2 separate regions of the Mus musculus genome follow, and region 2 is linked to region 1. Evidence: chromatin contacts called from public HiChIP or PLAC-seq data. All regions are on one chromosome and are shown on one strand. The core of a region is the stretch at or near the end of the contact, and the rest is flanking DNA. Distances in the headings are between cores, read along the strand shown. Region 1 has its middle 12 kb from the start of Gcgr. Region 2 holds the start of Cbr2 (carbonyl reductase 2).

Evidence for each region. HiChIP or PLAC-seq counts read pairs in DNA pulled down with a chosen protein or histone mark.
Region 2: an H3K27ac HiChIP or PLAC-seq map of microglia shows a contact between it and region 1, with 5 times the contacts expected there. The contact joins the promoter of Cbr2 here to the enhancer-like site in region 1. A contact is called at or near these places in 12 of 39 promoter capture datasets (the 3T3-L1 cell line, 3T3-L1-derived adipocytes, the C10 cell line and 8 more), 2 of 15 datasets of contacts at CTCF or cohesin (CD8 T cells and embryonic stem cells), 4 of 484 Hi-C or Micro-C datasets (the G1E-ER4 cell line, cerebral cortex, embryonic stem cells and 1 more), 10 of 115 datasets of contacts at active chromatin or transcription factors (bone marrow-derived macrophages, craniofacial prominence, embryonic hindbrain and 7 more) and 2 of 9 other capture datasets (adipose tissue and liver).

Annotation. Positions count from the first base shown.
Region 1 is chr11:120,516,030-120,521,693 of GRCm38.p6, reverse strand. No RefSeq gene overlaps it. Among named protein-coding and RNA genes, the nearest start is that of Gcgr, 12 kb to the left of the region's middle. Within about 2 kb of position 3,378, at least 105 of the 459 cell types and tissues checked have an H3K27ac peak or open chromatin away from gene starts, as enhancers often do. A contact at or near this core is called in adipose tissue, bone marrow-derived macrophages, cerebral cortex and 4 more, where this site is marked.
Region 2 is chr11:120,729,035-120,734,698 of GRCm38.p6, reverse strand. It overlaps Cbr2 (carbonyl reductase 2), which reads left to right and starts at 2,678. Exons shown (of 8, transcript NM_007621.2): 1 at 2,678-2,778; 2 at 3,596-3,693; 3 at 3,800-3,954; 4 at 4,039-4,081; 5 at 4,176-4,275; 6 at 4,378-4,442; 7 at 4,667-4,784; 8 at 4,874-5,214. The coding sequence starts at 2,727. The coding sequence ends at 4,977.

The DNA of each region.
Region 1 (5,664 bases), core at 2,129-4,628:
ATGTGCTGGTGCCCTCTGAGGCCAGAAGAGGGCGTCAGATCCCCTGCAGCTGGTGGTTGTGAGCCATCTGATGCTGGTCTTGAGAACTGAACCTGGATCTTCTACAAGAACAGCAAGGTTGTGCCAAAACTCCTTTTTTCTCAACACTGGGTAGTCTTACTGGGTGGTGGAAGCCTGCTTGTCCTACCACAGGCCTGGAGGGAGGTCTCTTGCCCCACAGCAGGTTGAATCCAGGCCTCTGACAACCTCCCTGGCCCCTCCAGTAGGCCTCTTCTCTGGCCAGAGCCAGCCCTATTAGCCAGAGACAGATTTAGAGTCTCCTTGGGGAAAATGTCCTCCCAGATGGCCCTTCAGCTGGGCAGAAACCCAGGCCCTGCTGGCCAACTGGCACCTGGGCTTCATCTGAAGAGAACGGGAGAGAGAGCTGGCACAACAGATGCCTCCCAGGCCTGCTCTTCCTCGTAGAGAAGGCACAGAGCTCCCTGACGCCTGGAGCCTGCAGCTTATCGTTCCTGGAAAGGCATGTCTGTGTGTGCACGCCTATGTCTGCTTGTGGTATTTGTATGTCCTCTGTGTCTGGGTGTGTTTGGGTGTGACTGTATGTCTTGGAACTGTTGAGTGACAGAGTGTGGTGGGCTGACCTGTGAGCCTCTTGACATGAGGGGCTGCTGTTCTCTAGAGGCCTGGGTGTGGGCAATGGGGCTAGAGGGGCTAAGTGTGGTTCAGGTAACTGGCCTGTGAAAGGCAGCAAGACTTTTTTATCCACATTCTGAAGCTAAACCGATACCCACTGCCTATCTCATGCTCAGCCATGCCGAACCCAGCTCTGAGGACATGCCTGAGCCTAAACATCCAGGAAGACCAAGAGAGAGGACCCAAAGCTTGTTGACTGCCTGGCAGAGTCTCCCCTCCCCCATGTAGGCAGCGCCTGGGACTCCTAGACTATCCCAGACACTGTCACTTCCTGAGATCGACCCAGCCTACGAGTCCCCGGGAGCAACTCCACCATCTCAGGTGCCCTGGGCCCAGGCACGAGGGACTCCCTTATTCTTAGCCCTGAAGTCCTCTCCGAGCTGGGCAGGTCAGGCTCGTCCTATGAGAGGTCAGTGGGAACGAAGAGAGCTCAGACAACTGACTCTTGCCTCAGAGCCCTCAGCTAAAGTGGGTGGGTAGTGGGGTCTGTCCTTCCTGTGCTGGACTGTCACAGCAGGAGGCAAGAGTCCCCACCTACGGGTCCCTAAAGGCCTAGAGGTGGTGGCGATCTGTCCAAAGCAGTCACAGGAAGTTCTGTTACAACTCTCAGAAAGTGGGGCGATACCAAGGAGTTGAAGCCCTCCATAGGCTCTCCCCGGAACCGATGTAAATTCACTGACAGTGACCTGCCCTGTGGGTGCTGGGATCTTTTTGGAGGCCACTAGGAGAGCAGTGAGTGCTCTCAAAGACAGAGTGTCTCTCCAGCCTCTAGACATCTCTGAATCCAATTAGGGTGATCATGAAAATGAACCATTGCTCTGTGCTAACTGCAACCCTAAAGGATTCTGTTGCTGTTCTTCAGAGCCCTTCCAGACCCCAACACTCGCTGCTGATGGGGTTGGGACAGCCACACAGCGACAGAGAATAAAGAACAGGGATATAAGTGATTTGTGGACACACATTCACAGCAGCCCGGCTCACAAGCGCTGGCAGTCCATGAAGCCCCAGTGTCCGTGGCTGGCGGGTGGTAAGCCCAGGAGTGTATGACATCATGAAGCATAATTGGCCTGAAGGGAGGGAGCCTGGAGCGGGCAGTCACAGACAGGAAGTAGAAGGGAGGTGGCCGGAGCCCACAGCGAGGTAGTGATGTTTCATGGGGACTGAGTTTCATTTGGTGAGAATTACTCAACAATGTGAATATGTTTAGGGCTGCACAACTGGAGATTTTGTCAGGGGTTTGTTTGCTTGAGGCAGGGTCTAAGTCAGGCAAAGACTTGATCCATCTACCCCAGACTTAATGACTGAGCCATCTCTCTAGCTTCTGGCTGATACTTTTTGTTTTGTTGAAACAAGGTCTCACTTTATAGACTAAGGTACCTTTAAAATTACAGCAATCCTCCTGCCGCAGCCTCTCAAGTGCTGGGATAACAGCTGTGAGCCATAATCCCACCTAGAAGTATAGGGTTTTGTTTTGTTTTGTTCTGTTTTGTTTTGTGACAGTAGCCCTGGCTATTCTGGAACTCAGTTTATAGAACAGACCAACCTTGAATTTACAGAGACTGGATTGCCTCTGCCTCCTGAGTGCTGGGATATGTCACCATGACTGGCTAGTTATTTTTTTGTAAGATATTTAAAACATAATATTTAGCCAGGTGTTAACGGCACACACCTTTAATCCCAGAACTTGGGAGGCAGAGGCAGGCAGATCTCTGAAATTAAGGCCAGTCTGCTCTACATAGTGAGTTCCAGGACAGCCAGGGCTATCCTGTCTTAGAAAATATAAGTGTGTGTGTGTGTGTATTATAATAGTTATATTAATTCTTTTCAGAATTTCATATAATCTATTTTGATTGTATTAATGTCCACTCCTTCCTCTATCTCCTCCCAGATCCACCCCCCTGGAAAACAATTTTTAATTACATGTGTTTATTTTTGTGTGTGGGTGTGAATGTGTGTCTTGTAGGAGTCAGTTCCCACCACGTGGGCACCTTTACACCTGCAATCTTATCGTGCTGACTCAATTAAAGTGTTTTTTTTTCCTGTATTTTGACACACAGTTAAGCAGTGTGTCTTAATGATAGTGACACTTCCTATCTTCCCTCCCCTCCCCAACACATCCCCCTCCTCCTTCATCCCTTCACTGAATCCAATCAGAGCTACATATGTGCACATAGGTACTCAGCCCTCCAGTGAAGCATGGGCAACCTGCCAACAGCCACACCCCAAGAATATCAACTCTCTTCACCCGTAGCCATAATAGAGCCCCAGTGAAGGGTGGGGCCTCTCTGATTTGTGAAGACCTTGTGCAGGCAGCCACAGCTGTCGTCGTGACCTCATAAGTGCAGCTTCTGTGCCTTGTTCAGAAGATGGCTGTTCACGGTGCTCCTCTGTCTCCGTCTTACATTCCTTTTGCCTTCTCTTCTGTCCGCTGAGCCTTGGAGGATGAAGGTTGGAGCTGTAGATGTTAGTTTTTGTGGGTGTGTGTGTAAAGCATAGAATGTGCACTTCCATGGTAACACACTCACCTGGCCTACACAGGGAACTGTGACACTGGCCATAGAAATGTATAGAAACACATCGCTAAACAGTATGAGGCTTCAGAAAAGTCTTGTTCAGAGCCGGGGCTCCCTACCTCAGGAGGAGTTCCAAGTTCCAAGTTGCACAAGAGTAGGCCAGTTGTAGTCACACACACTTCTGCTGACTCAATTAGGCTGGGAACTCCCAGGGACTATAAGGCAGGAGGGGGAAGTGGGTGGACCTAAGGAAGCCTAGCTGTGGGGGCCGAATGTGCAAACACAAGCTGTCCAACTGTCTCGCCAGCGATGGGGGTGGATCCAGGGAAATGTTCCCAGGAGGTTCCTCAGGCTCTGCTTCAGGCCTTGGAGGTGTTGGGAAGATCCTCAGGCGGGCTGCAGGCTGGAGACAGTGAGGCAGACAATGTTCTTCTGTATCACAGGATCTGTGATCAGACTGTGAAGAAAAAAAAAACCTTGTTGTGATGTAGCTCCCTGAGCCAGCAGGTTTTCACCCTGGTGTCTGGCTCCTGAGTCTTCTTTGGTAAAATTGAATGACTAGAGTTTTGGGGGGTTTTTTGTTTTTTGTTTTTTTAAAAACAACACTTCTTGGGACTGGCGAGATGGCTCAGTGGATAAGAGCATTGACTGCTCTCCTGAAGGTCCTGAGTTCAAATCCCAGCAACCACATGGTGGCTCACAACCACCCATAATGAGAGATCTGATGCCCTTTTCTGGTGCGTCTGAAGACAGCTACAGTGTACTTATTTATAATAATTAAAATATTTATAATATTGTATTACAATATGTATAATAATAAGATTATTATTATTATAATAAATCTTTGGGGCGGAGCAAGTGGGGCTGACCGCATCGAGTGAGGTTGACAGGAGCGAGCAGAGGTCCTAAATTCAATACCCAACAACCACATGAAGGCTCACAACCATCTGGACAGCTACAGTGTACTTATATACATAAAATAAATAAATAAATCTTTAAAAGGAAATCCCAACACTTGGGTGCTGTTGCTAGGACATCTCTGCCCTGGTCATCCCAAGGAAGGAATGTGGGCCACGGGAGACTGTGAGTAGGTATTCAGCCCCCTGGAAACACATAATAGGTCCGAATGGTGACCTGCACTGAAGAGACTCCGAGCTTTAACAGGAGGAGAGACAGGGCCTGCCATCCTGCTAATCCTGCCAGGAGTCTGAGTTGGTCCTTTGGGTGGGGGCTCTGAGCTTCACAGTGACCACGAGTGCAGGTGTGCCCTGAGACCTGGTCATGCACTGCAGCTGATACCAGCCATGGATGGCAGTGCATGCACATGATAGATGTTCTTAGTCCACTCAGAGTGAGTTCCAGGACAGCCAGGGCTACACAGAGAAACCCTGTCTTGAAAAACCAAAAAAAAAAAAAAAAAAAAAAAAAAAAGAGAGAGAGAGAGAAATAAATAAATAAATAAATAGGTGTGTGGGATCCACAGACCCTTCCGGGAAAAACTGCTAGATGCCCAGAGATGCAACGGTGAGGTGGGATCATGTGTGTGGGTGGACCGGGCAGGTAGACTAAGGCTCAACAGCCCCTTTTTTGCTTCAGATTCTCACTCTACTGCCCTCGGCATGCTACCTGAACTGGACGGTCACACCCCCAAAACAATTCCCTCTTTTCCACATTGCAGTCTGCTGAGATTCCTGTACCCCTGTCCACTGGTCCCAACGGGGGTCCCATGTCAGCCTCTGGAAGCCCTCAAGGGTGGCTGTTCAAGTTTGCTTTTCTGTCACTGTGATAAACACCATGACCAAAAGCAACTTCGGCAGTGAGGCTTTATTTCATTTTACAGATTGGAGACGTTCATGGAGGGAAGCCAAGACAGAAGGGGCTTCAGAAATGGCCTGGAGCAGAAGCCATGGAGAAGGGCTGCTTACTGGCTCACTCACCCACCCCAAGGTAGCTTCTTATACAGCCCAGCCTCACCTGCTCAAGGATGGACCACCCACAGTGGGTTGGACCTCCTAGCAGTCAGGAAAACAATACCACACAGGTTTGTCCACAGGCCATTCTGATGGAGGAAACACCCCGGTTGAGGGTCTTTCTTCCCAGGTGATACTAGTTTGTATCAAGTTTACAAAAACTAGCCAGCACAAAGGCCCCTCTGTCTTCTGCCTCCTCTCAGCCTAGAGTCACCCTGGTGCTCACACCAGACCCATCTGGTGTGGATGCTAGTGATGCCGGAGAAACCTACCCTAAACGTACATGAGGCCCCGTGCAGGTAACACTACACCCGGTCACCCATACACCATTCTAGATCCCAAAGGCAGACCTGGCCCACACTCCTGCTTTCTAGTCAGCCGATCCTCCTCTGGGTCTATATGCCTGAGAGGGTTCCCCCACTTTGGAGACCGCTGGAGCCCCAGCTGCCTAGAACTTACTATGTTCACATCCCCTGTTGCCCCAAAGG
Region 2 (5,664 bases), core at 1,429-3,928, 210 kb before region 1:
AGAACTCTGGGTGAAGCCCCATCCTCTAGTTGTCCCAGCTCCTGATTATATACATCCGCTAATGCGTCTGTCCAAAGAAGGCAAAATAGGAGCAGCTGTCTTGAAAATGACAGCAGTTTGGCACAGTGCACAATACCTTACAACACAGCCCAAATTATGAGCCATTAATATTTAGGGCAGGAGTCAACATACCCTTCTTTGTAAAAGGCCAGAGAGTAAAGGATTGAGACAGATCATTAGTAGGCCATACCGCCTCTGCCTTAATTTACCAACTCTGTTGTTGGTGACATGAAAATGGCTACAGTCACATAAACACACAGGCGTGACCGTGTTCAAGTACAACTTAATTTACAAATATAGGACCATTATTTACAACCCCCTGGTTGAGGTAATGAGCAAAACAATATCTGTAAATGGTACATCATGTAGTTACTAAAAGTTAATGGTTGGTATTGTAAAAAAGGAAGAAAATGATATAAAAATGGTAAGACACAGACTCTACGAATGTGGTCATATCTGCAAAGATATCAAAGTAGACAGTGAATAGTTACTAACCGTGGTCTTAGCAGGATAACTGGGCAGTGAGAAGATGTCTTTGTCTATGTTTTAGTTCTTACTAGCATTACTTTTATAATAAAATGTTTTAGCCAGGCGGTGGTGCACGCCTTTAATCCCAGCACTTGGGATGCAGAGGCAGGCAGATCTCTGAGTTTGAGACCAGCCTGGTCTACAGAGTGAGTTCCAGGGCAGCCAGGGCTACACAGAGAAACCTTGTCCTGAGGGGCAGGGTAAGACTAAGCCAATGTGACTTGATGACATTGCTGGTTCCTCCTAAGTTTCTCCTAAATTTTAGCTGAACAAAAAGAAAAATCAGGGCCAAGGAAACGGCTCAGTGATGAAATGCTTACTATGCAAGCACGAAGGCTGCCACCCATGTCTGCTTCTCCCTCAGGGTAGTCAGGCTCGCTGCCAAGCTGGGCTGGAGGGAGGGAAGTTTAGGAGGGTGTGGCTGGGCTCAATGCAGGATCTTGGTCTGCGATGAGTACTCAGGAAAAGAACACACCAGGGAACAGCCTTGGGGAACTGATTCGGTTTATTGAGGGAAAGGGAGAGATTTATCCCCATGGGAGGTGGCCAGGGTCTCTGGGGCAAGGTGTGTGCACCATTGGCCAGGACGGGGGTGTTGGAAGGTACTGCATCTGCATACTCAGGGGCTTGTAGAGTTGTGTGTGTGTGTGCGAGAGAGAGAGAGAGAGAGAGAGAGAGAGAGAGAGAGAGAGAGAGAGAGCGTGTGTGTGCTTGCTTGTGAATATGTGTGTGTACACACCTTATAAGATCAAACAAGGAGTGAAACCTTATTGGGGTTGACAGAGGGCAGTGGATTTTATGGCTCCAGGTTGGGAGGGAAGAGAGAGCTAACTCCTGTGGTCTTCATCTGAGATATTCATGGTTGAATCTCTCCTTGACCCTCCCTCCATAATCCTGAGCCATGATGGTTCCACCGAGGGCCTTGATGCAGGCACCAAGAACCCACACACGTTTGTAACCCAGCTTCCCTATGGAGCAATGAAAAGCAGGAGCCGTCAAAACCTTGGCAGCTCAAGAGCTGTCTAGCCTGGCCTACCTAGTGCTGAGTACCACCAAAAACATGTCTGTCCTCTTTCTGAGGGCCACTCAGTCTCAGTGTGGAGCCTGGCAGCGGTAGGGAGCTGGAGCACTCCTTCTCCTGGGGCTCTCCCTGGAATGCTCTGTGCATTCAGACCTCCTGCCTTGTGCCCTGCCACGACTCCCCTGGAAGGAAGTGTCCCGTTCATGGATTCTGTCACACAAGATCAGGAAGGGCTTGGCACGGCCTTAGACAACTTCCTAGACACAGAATCAGAATGGACATTTAATGCTCTGGTTGTTTTACAAAACTTCCCCCAAGGGTCCATCCATCTGCTCTGAGAAAGGGAGGTCTACCTCAGAGTGCCTCAGTGTGGTCACCAAAGGCAGAGTCTTTGGAGCAGGTGGAGGTCACTTGGGAGAAGCGGGTAAAGAGAGTAGCAGACTTCAGGAATGCTGGGGTAGGGGTTGGGTGGGAAGAGACTTGTCTTAAGCAGTCTAAGCCACCTGCCCTAGCCAGCCTGGGAATCAGATATTATTCTTGTTCACTGAGTGTCTGCCCTTACCCAGGAACACAGCCAAACCAGGGTGCTGGATTAACTCCGGGAACTGCCAATGCTGAGTGGCTGGCCACTGTCACATCCATGTGCGCAGCGGTCAGGCTGGAGCACCCCCACCTGACTGGAAAGTGCAGCTTCCCTTCCATTAAAACCGTTACCGGCTTATGCTTCTGTGCAAAGAAGGCAAATCAAAATGTCTATTCTCCTAGATTAGGAGTGTGGCCCAGTGGTACAAGGTTTGCCTTGCATGCCATTAGGGCTCAAGACCAGGCACCAGCCCAAAGAAAACACAATTTCCTTCCCAGGTCTCCGGTTTCACAGCTCCACCTCTGTCAGTCCCTCTCACAGGCATGTGTGTGCTCAATTTCTTATTTTTTCTTCAAGTCCTAACAAGCAGTTGGATGCCATATTTGGGGAGTGAGAGCTACCCTTGGAGGAAGCGGGTCATGCCACCCTGTCCAGGCCTGTTGGCTCCTAGCCCCACCCACCCCTGCCCCGCCTGCTGCCCAGCCATAAAAGCTGAGCCCATCTCTTGCTTCGGAAGAAGCTGGTGTCAGCAGCATGAAGCTGAATTTCAGTGGCCTGAGGGCCCTGGTGACAGGGGCAGGGAAAGGTGAGTGTGAGCGGGGAAGGGGATGAGTGTGAGCAGGGGAATGAGGTGAGTGTGAGCCGAGAAGTGAGGTGAGTGTGAGCAAGGAAGTGAGGTATGAGTGGGGAAGTGAGTGTGAGGAGGGAAGTGAGTGTGAGCAGGAAAAGGTGAGTGTGAACAGGGAAAGAGGGTGTGAGCTAGGAAGTGAGATGAATGTGAGCAAGGAAGTGAGGTGATTGTGAGCAAGGAAGTGGGGTAAGTGTGAGCAGTGCAGTGAGGTGAGTGTGAGCAGGGAAGTGGGGTGAGTGTGAGCAGTGAAGTGAGGTGTGAGCAGGGAAAGGTGAGCGTGAGCAGTGAAGTGAGGTAAGTGTGAGCAGGGAAGTGAGGTGAGTGTGAACAGGGAAGTGAGGTGAGTGTGAACAGGGAAGTGAGGTGAGTGTGATCAGGGAAGTGGGGTGAGTGTGAGCAGGGAAGAGTGTGAGATGTGTACTGGGGAGAGGAAGGGGACAACTTCAACACTGAATAGGGGTCCAAGGTGACCTTGTCACAGCTCAGTCCTTCAAAACCTGGCTCCCACTGACTAGGACTTCTGTCACCTGGCTGGAAACCCACCAGGATAGAATGACAACCCCATTCTGGCCACAGTACCCCTGATGGATGGATGGGTTTAGGTTGGCTACAGGGTAGCTCCTAGATCCAGGCTGGGCAGTCAGGCACCAGAGGCAGGCTTCCCAGGGCTCATGAGGAGCCAGCCATCCTCTAGAGTCTTTATTTCCACCTGGGATCCTGACCCTAGCTGTGACTAGGCATGTAGGGCCCTTGTCCCACCATTCTCCTACAGGGATTGGACGGGACACTGTGAAGGCCCTGCACGCCTCAGGAGCCAAAGTGGTGGCGGTGACTCGGACCAACTCAGACCTGGTCAGCCTTGCCAAAGAGGTAAGGCACACAGCCCTGCCTTACCTGGGCCTGCTCCCCACACTCAGGGATACATCAGAAGGTGTCTGGAACAGTGCCTCAGGCCACCAAACAATGTCCCCCACAGTGTCCCGGAATAGAGCCCGTGTGTGTGGACCTGGGTGACTGGGATGCCACAGAGAAGGCGCTGGGCGGTATCGGCCCTGTGGACTTACTGGTGAACAATGCAGCGCTGGTTATAATGCAGCCCTTCCTGGAAGTTACCAAGGAAGCCTTTGACAGGTGGGCACCTGGAGAGAGCAGGCAGGCCAGGGAGGGTCGCTGAAGACAAGGTGTAGAGGCCATGTATTGTTCTTTTCCTGCCAGGTCCTTCAGTGTAAATCTTCGCTCTGTGTTTCAGGTATCCCAGGTGAGATGGCAGGAGGGCTGTGGCCCATACAGCAACAATGGAGTGGGTGGGGTAGGGACACGCAGGATGACCTACCTGCAACCCTTTCTTCCAGATGGTAGCCAGGGACATGATTAACCGTGGCGTGCCAGGGTCCATTGTCAATGTCTCCAGCATGGTGGCCCATGTCACCTTTCCTAACTTGATCACCTACAGTGAGTGCACCCTCCAAAAAAGACGATAGGAGTGTTCAGTTTTTGGTGAGCCTCACAGAAAGTGTAATTAAAGGGTCCTCAGCACTCCCCATCCCCCAACAGGCTCCACCAAGGGAGCGATGACTATGCTGACCAAAGCCATGGCCATGGAACTAGGGCCACACAAGGTAGGCACAGGGGGCCGGGCCACACCTGAGGGACAGGCGATGGGCACCTGGGGCAGGGCTGGGGGTTGAGGGTGAGGACTATAGAAGGCTCTGAGCACTGGGCTCAGGGTTCATCTGGACAGAGTAAGCAAGCTCATCAGGCCGGTCCTGGGGCGGCGAGTCCTGAGCTGGGCAGGTAGGGCTCCTTCCTCAGCTGTGCCACCAGCTGTGGCTTCTGGCCCCAGATCCGGGTAAACTCCGTAAACCCCACTGTGGTGCTGACTGACATGGGCAAGAAAGTCTCTGCAGACCCTGAGTTTGCCAGGAAGCTCAAGGAGCGCCACCCACTGAGGAAGTTCGCAGGTCAGCTGGGGACAGTGGGTGAGGGGAACTATGTGGTTTGCCAGCAGCCAAGCAAGGGAGAGAGCCTTGACTGGTCTGTTCTCCTGCAGAGGTTGAAGACGTCGTCAACAGCATCCTCTTCCTGCTCAGCGACAGAAGTGCCTCTACCAGTGGCGGTGGCATCCTGGTGGATGCTGGCTACCTGGCCTCCTAGTCTGCTCAGTTGCCGCGGACATCTGAGTGGCCTTCTTAGCCCCACCCTCAGCCAAAGCATTTACTGATCTCGTGACTCCGCCCTCATGCTACAGCCACGCCCACCACGCAGCTCACAGTTCCACCCCCATGTTACTGTCGATCCCACAACCACTCCAGGCGCAGACCTTGTTCTCTTTGTCCACTTTGTTGGGCTCATTTGCCTAAATAAACGGGCCACCGCGTTACCTTTAACTATTGCCATTGCACAGGACTTCTTGTGGGCGGGGTGGGATGGGGTTGGGAGGGGCGTTGTAAAGCTGGACCCTGAATCAAGTCCCGCTGCAGGCATTTTACCTCAAAGCCAGCTCTCCTCCAATACCTACTGAGTCTTGTGATCAACGATATCAAAGGGCAGTGTTTTTCTGAAAAGAAGGGGTCTGTATAGTTGTGCCCTTTTCCCTAGTACCCGCACCGTTCCATTACTGGATTCGGTGCCTCCTGGTGCTCTGACCCTGGCCTGGCAATCAGGGGAAGGAGACGGGAGGCATTCTGGACTAGGACACTCCTAAACCTGTGTTCTCTTTGTGCAGAAGGAGAGGAGCCGTTGGGTGGGGATCGGAATCGCGCCTCCCACTCCGGGGAGCCCACTTCCCTTGCCTGGTTCACACAAAGATAGTGCTAAGAAGGCCGCCCAAATGGGTTGAGG